Linked DNA regions of Sus scrofa: region 2 is linked to region 1. Evidence: chromatin contacts called from public HiChIP or PLAC-seq data. All regions are on one chromosome and are shown on one strand. The core of a region is the stretch at or near the end of the contact, and the rest is flanking DNA. Distances in the headings are between cores, read along the strand shown. Region 1 overlaps LRRFIP2 (leucine-rich repeat flightless-interacting protein 2). Region 2 overlaps LRRFIP2 (leucine-rich repeat flightless-interacting protein 2).

Evidence for each region. HiChIP or PLAC-seq counts read pairs in DNA pulled down with a chosen protein or histone mark.
Region 2: a contact with region 1 is called in an H3K27ac HiChIP or PLAC-seq map of alveolar macrophages. The contact joins two enhancer-like sites. A contact is called at or near these places in 2 of 2 datasets of contacts at active chromatin or transcription factors (alveolar macrophages and skeletal muscle).

The regions. Positions count from the first base shown.
Region 1 is chr13:21,698,136-21,701,473 of Sscrofa11.1, reverse strand. The region is part of intron 2 of LRRFIP2 (leucine-rich repeat flightless-interacting protein 2); the gene reads right to left. Among named protein-coding and RNA genes, the nearest start is that of LRRFIP2, 33 kb to the right of the region's middle. Within about 2 kb of position 2,088, at least 6 of the 83 cell types and tissues checked have an H3K27ac peak or open chromatin away from gene starts, as enhancers often do. A contact at or near this core is called in alveolar macrophages, where this site is marked.
Region 2 is chr13:21,777,115-21,780,445 of Sscrofa11.1, reverse strand. LRRFIP2 (leucine-rich repeat flightless-interacting protein 2) reads right to left here. Exons shown (of 29, transcript XM_021071626.1): 23 at 1,551-1,652; 24 at 1,135-1,267. Among named protein-coding and RNA genes, the nearest start is that of MLH1, 99 kb to the left of the region's middle. Within about 2 kb of position 1,280, at least 3 of the 83 cell types and tissues checked have an H3K27ac peak or open chromatin away from gene starts, as enhancers often do. A contact at or near this core is called in alveolar macrophages, where this site is marked.

The DNA.
Region 1 (3,338 bases), core at 839-3,338:
CCAGGGATCGAATTAGAGCTGAATCTGCAACCTATGCCACAGCAGTGGCAACAATGGATTCATTACACACTGCTGGGTGGGGATCAAACCAGTAATGCCACAGAAATGAGCAGGATCATTAACCCACTGTGCCACAGTGGGAAGGCTCTCTCTCTCTATTTTTTTAACCACAACTTTAATCATGTAAAAGTACTGAATGGTTTGCTTCAAATGAGTGAATTATATGTTATATGAATTATATCTCAATAAAGCTATTTTAAAAATAAAATTCAGGAGTTCCCATCGTGGTGAAGTGGTTAACGAATCCGACTAGGAACCATGAGGTTGAGGGTTCGATCTCTGGCCTTGCTCAGTGGGTTAAGGATCCGGAATTGCCATGAGCTGTGGTGTAGGTTGCAGACACAGCTTGGATCCCTCACTGCTGGTGGCTATAGCTCTGATTAGACCCCTAGCCTGGGAACTTCCATATGCCGAGGGAGCGGCCCTAGAAAAGGCAAAAAGACAAAATAAATAAATAAATAAATAAATAAAATAAAATTCAGCAGTTCTAGCAGCTATAAATGTTAAATAGACAAAGAGCTTCCTATCTTCCTTATTTTTACAAGTAAGTTTGACAACCAAATATGTAGACATGTAACTTCTGCTCAACATAAAAGTCCCCAAACATCCCATTTGCTAGACTTCAACTCCTATAAATAAGATGAGCAGTTTCTATGCCTGTACTGATTCTTTAGATTCAAGAGAATTATGCACTATGAGCATAAATTTTCTTTGAGTTTTGAATTTCAAAAGAAATTACAGAATTTTAGAATTAGAAGGACTCTCAGATCATCAAGTTCAAACATAAATGTTCTTATGACTTTCATTTGAAGAGGTGTGCAGAAAACATATTTTCCTCATAATTTCAGCTCTGCAACAAAGGAGTAATATTCTAGGCTTCAGTGATGCCTTAATAAGACTGCTTGTAGACCCTTCAAGAGGCTTCTACTTCTCATTGAAACACTCACCTTAACATTCACCAATCTGACTGAGACAAGGCAGCATAAGGGGCCTTCATCTTCCCTCACTTCCTCCTTTTGAGAGGCTAGCTGCCTAAGGGTCCCCAGTTTGACTTACTCTGTGCTACTAGGTAATTTTCACCCCCAGTCAACCCTCCAATTGCATTTTCCCCAAACCGGTGGAACAGTCAAAGCCAACAAGCAAGCAGGGTATGCAGCCAGACTGGCTTTCTGATGCCATAGAGAATCTGCTGGTGATGTTCTCCAATACCTACTCTTATGAGCTCTTCAGAGAGATATGACAGACACCCTCCCCCAGCAAAGCAGCAACATGCCTATTACAAATACGGTGGCACTTCTAGATCCAGCCACATTCCTGCCTTCACAGAGCAATCTTCAAATATCTTTTAAAGATGCAAACAATTTTTACAAGATAAAAATATTTCTGGAGATGGACAGTGATGATGGTTGCAAAACAATGACCGTACTTAAGCCCCGCGGGTACTCCTATCCTCAGTTTCTATTTCAAGTTATTAATAAACAACAAGATAGCCTATTGCAAGCCTAACACTATGATAAAATTTACATGCATAATTTCCTTTAGATATCACAACAGTCCTTAGTATAGGAGGCCTGTATTATTCTCATTTTATAGATCTGGAAATTGACATCCAGAGTAGTTACTTAACAAAACTACTCAACCAGCAAATATTAGAGCCAGTATTCAAAGCCACACCTCAACTCACCAAAGCCCAGCTTTTCTGGAAGTGGAATGATATGGAAAAATAAATGATGGCTTTAAATAGCTGTATCTGAGTCCCAGTTTTGATACCTTTCAGATACTAATCTCTCAGCTTCATCTGTTTCCTCATCTGTAAATAAGGCTAATAAAAATACCTATCCTACCTAACTCATAAGGTTGTTGTGAGACTCAAGATGTGAAAGTGCTTTTAAAATCATGAAAAGTTACAGAAAAATAAACTATTAATGGAGGAGATAGAGAAGACTAGAAAATAGCACGGCACAGTGAGACTCTGGAGTCAGAATTCAAGTGTTTGAATCCAAGCTCTGCTATTTCGTAGCTGTGTGACCTTAGGGAAGTTACTTATCTTTTCTGTGCAATGATTTCTTCATCTGTAAAATGAACACAGTAATAGAACCAATTTCAGAATTTTGCGAAGATTAGGAGTTCCTGTCGTGGTGCAGCAGAAATGAATCTGACTAGGAACCATGAGGTTTTAGGTTAGATCCCTGGCCTCCTTCATGAGTTAAGGATCCGGTGTTGCCATGAACTGTGGTGTAGGCCACAGATGTGGCTTGGATCTGGCGTTGCTGTGGCTGTGGTGTAGGCTGGCAGCTGTAGCTCTGATTGGACCCCTAGCCTGGGAACCTCCACATGCCGAGGGTGCGGCCCTAAAAAGCAAAAAAACAAAAAAATAATTTTGTGGAGATTAAATGAATTCATTTTAAATGCTTAGAACAATATTTGTCATATAGTAAGCACTCAAGTGTTGGACACTAGAATGCTACTCAATTTTGTAAATGAAGCATTATATCCAAAAAGAGTTAAAATACCTAGTGACAGTACAAAAAGAGCCAAAAACATACTGGTGTTTTCTCCCCGTACAGAATTCTGGGTAAATCCCTCCAGTTTTGAAAATAAACATTTTGAGTTGTTTCAATTTTCAACTAAAACTATGTGGCTTCTAAAATACTTCATTTTGGTAAATACTTAAGATCACTGTAAAGTGTTCTCCACTACTTCATTCTTAAGTATTTTTTACCTTTTTATCTAAAAATACCTCACTGATTTTTTTAAAGCAATTTTGTTGAAGTGTTATCCCAATTTTGTCATTAGTTTTTAGGTAACTCTTTTCTGCCACAAATATCCTCCTACAAAATTTGACTTCTAATTCAAAAGCTGAGTAGTTTATAAAAGGAAAAACGTAACAATGAGCTAGATCCAAAAAAAAAGACTGTGTAATATGTCAAGAGGAAATAGCAATAGTCCTAAATGAGTTGTTTACTAAGAATAACAAAGAGGAAGTGATGAGGGAATATTCTCACCTAAAGAATACAATTTTAAAATGTTCTGAGCAATTCTAGCACCATGTTAGTACATGGTCAGGTCTTCAGCTACAGAAAGACTCTCAAATACAGTGGACTCCTCACTAAGAAATCACATTTGGGAGTTATCTTACATTTCCAGTATGCAAGAGGAAATGCTGGCAGAGATTCAATAGGTGGCACCCCTTTCCTTTTTGTTGAGTTGTAAACAAAGCAAAACAAGAGGCTTCAGAAACTCTATTACTAGCTAAAAATTAAACATAAAAATTCCAC
Region 2 (3,331 bases), core at 31-2,530, 80 kb before region 1:
CGCTCGCCTCGCCAGCATCCTCTGATCTATCAACATGCTCCATGGTTACACTTCTAGAATTCCATACGTTAGAGAACATGCCTTTAATTAGTTAAGTGTTTTGGTTGTCCCCCAACCCCACTCATGGTACATCCATTCCTCTAGGAAACCTACAAGTATATGAAAAAAGACTTGAAGAAGGAAAAAAAGATTGTTCTTTTTAATATAAAAGTGAGCTGATTATACACTATCTACCTGTACCATTCTTCTCTAGAACAGGATTCTTATTGGAGGCGAGGATGGGCATCTGGGTGATTTCCTGAAAGAGCTGTCAATAGTTCTCAAAGGGTTAAATGTAAGAGGCTTAGACCTTAAGAGGCTCAGAAGACCTGCTATGGAATAAAACTCCTCTGAGCTCTCCTTAGTCATCTGTTTCTGGCCTTAAGAAATGCAGTGGAAAAGAGCTACAGAATCCTGGGATAAGTAGAACAGAAAACCAGATGCTCCAGGAAGAACAAACTTAAAACATACTCCAGAAGTCACCTATCAGCCCACTGGTTCTCTTGGGTGGATGTGCTGGATTCTCTCTTTGCAGAAGGTTGTATATAAGTGAAAAAGCAGGAATTCCCACCATGGTGCAGTGGAAATGAATCCGACTAGGAACCATGAGGTTGCAGGTTTGATCCCTGGCCTCACTCAGTGGGTTAAGGATCCAGGGTTGCCGTGAGCTGTGGTGTAGGTCGCAGATGTGGCTTGGATCCCATGTTGCTGTGGCTGTGGCGTAGGCTGGCAGCTACAGCTCCGATTGGACCCCTTCCCTGGGAACCGTCATATGCTGCGGGTGCAGCCCTAAATGGACACAAAAGACCAAAAAAAAAAAAAAAGAAAGAAAAAGAGAAAGCAGTATGTTATATACACCCAGTGCTTCCAACCAGGGACCTTATAGTTACATTGACTGGCTGACAATGAACCAGATGTTGGTTTCCCAAGGCCAAAGACATCTGAAGACAGTCTGTCCACATTTCTTCCTGTTTGGGATGGAGATAAGGCTCAGACAGTCCAGGTTTGTTTTTGTTTTCCAAGAAAGGGTGTGAACAGGCTGCAAATCCAAGAGGATGACATTACTTCAAGTCTGCGCAGCAGCTGGGATCTCACCTAGTGGCCCTTCTCCTGCTGACTCTAGGACCTGAGCGGCTTCCTGAGACACGACAGTGATAGCTCCGACCACTGGCTCGTGGTGGACATCGCCATTGGGTGTGCCATCGGGGATGATGACTAAGCCATGTTTCTGTGGGGAAGAACAAACCATCATCACATAAGACGGCCCACAGGGAAGCAGCATGCAGCAGCGAGGTGACCCTGTCACGCATGGCATGTGCTTGCCACAGGCAGAACCTGGTCAGGACTAGCTACAGGGAATCTAGCCCTTATAGAGAGAGGACTTACACCCACCACATTTGGGCTGGAGAATGAGCACTGTGGTTGGTACTCAGGCTAGAAAGCTGACAGGATGGGAGGGAGGAAGGAAGAACAAAGCAGTGAGGGCCTGGCCTCGGGTGAGGCGAACGTACCTCTCCCGTCTTCGCTGCCTCCTTCAGGCCGGCCAGCTCCTCTCTGAGCGTATCCCGCTCATTCCTGAGGCAGCCAATGTATTCTTTCTGTTTCTCTAGGGCCTGGTTTAGACAGGGTAGCAAGAGAAAGAATGACAGAAAAAGAGCAAGTGAAAGGGAGCAGAGAAGTACCTGATTTAAATGTAAAAAGATAAGGGCATAAAAGACGAAGAGTTAAAAGCTTGGAAGCAAGCGGTTAGATATGGGAGGAAATACGAAGTTATATGGATATCTAACTCCAGAAGAGAGTTTTAATAGAAACTGGTTAATCGTGCATAAATTTGGCAAAACATGCTTATCATATCAGGCAAGAAAACAAATCTTTCTTTTCCAGTCAATGAAAGAAAAAAAAAAGAAAAAGAAAAAGAAGATGAAGACAGCAGTAATATTAAAATAAAAATCTTCCTTACTAACCTCCTAAGCATGCTTTATTTGGTAGACCAAAAAACCCCACATTTCATGTTAAACTAGTTTATTCAAGAATATTACTTGTTTTTTAAAAAAATAAAAATTGGCCCTAGAAGAAAACCAGTATACATAGATATATATACACAAAGTATTTTAATTAAATGTTAGCTGTAGTAATTGTTCTCTAAGTAGTACGGTAAAATATTCCTAAAATACCACATAATTAAAAACAGCTAACCCCCCTTCCAATTCTCAAGGATCTGTTTTTGTTAATTTAATTAAATGCAACTCAGGGTGATCTGATTTTCTGATACAACCTTTAAAATGTGAAAAACAAAAATAATGACCAAACAAACACAGCCCACCTATGGAAGACAGCAGAACATGGGTTTTGGAATCAGGCTTCCGAGTCCTGACACCTATTAACTTACCTAGGCCTCAGTTTCCTCACAAAAACAGAAGGGATAATAACAGGGCACAGGCTGAAAGGAGTGCTTATCAGAAAGCACTGCTCGCGGAGTGTTAACACACAAGAAGGCTCAGAAAAAGCCATTTGTACACTCCCTGCCATTGCCTAGATCTCAACTGACAGGGCTCAGGACAGCAGTGCAGAGGCAGGAACTCACATCTGGCTAGTGCTGACAAACTGTTACTCTGGAATAAAATACCCTGGACTTCAAAACCCACCCAATTTAAGCACTCTATGCAGGTATCTGACAGCTGCGCTATTTGAAAAAAGCCTTTCTCTGTACAATGGAACATATTTAATGTTTTCTACCAGTATTCCCATTAATTCAAGAAGTTAAATTATAACAATTAACTTTCCTCTTGGTTTACAGAATTTAAAAGTGGCCTAACTGCTTAGTTACTGATTGCTAAATAGCTGGGCAAATTTTTAAATCATTATAAACCTATTTTGCAATCAAACTGGGAATAGGTCAATAAGGGATGACAGCAACTACCAATCTGTGCACCTCCAGGGATTATATACATATAATTTCTCCCCTATACATTCTATTTTTATATTTAACTGCTCTCTAACATAACCTATACTTGTCTTATCCTGCATTTCACAGATCTGAAAATTGAGGCTCAGAGAGGCTATGTTTTTTACCCAAAGTCACAGTAAGTGGCAAAGCCAGAAAATGAATCCAGCTCTTTTTGGTTCCAAAGCCCTTGCATACTCTTTATACACTGTCGCCCCATGAAGGCCACAATCTCATTCCCTTACTGTCATCCCATACATTACTGGCAAAGTCCTACTCCTTACTTACCCAAACTGCAACAGCAGTACCTAACTTCCTTTCAAAAATTTACATTCAGACTGTGTCTCT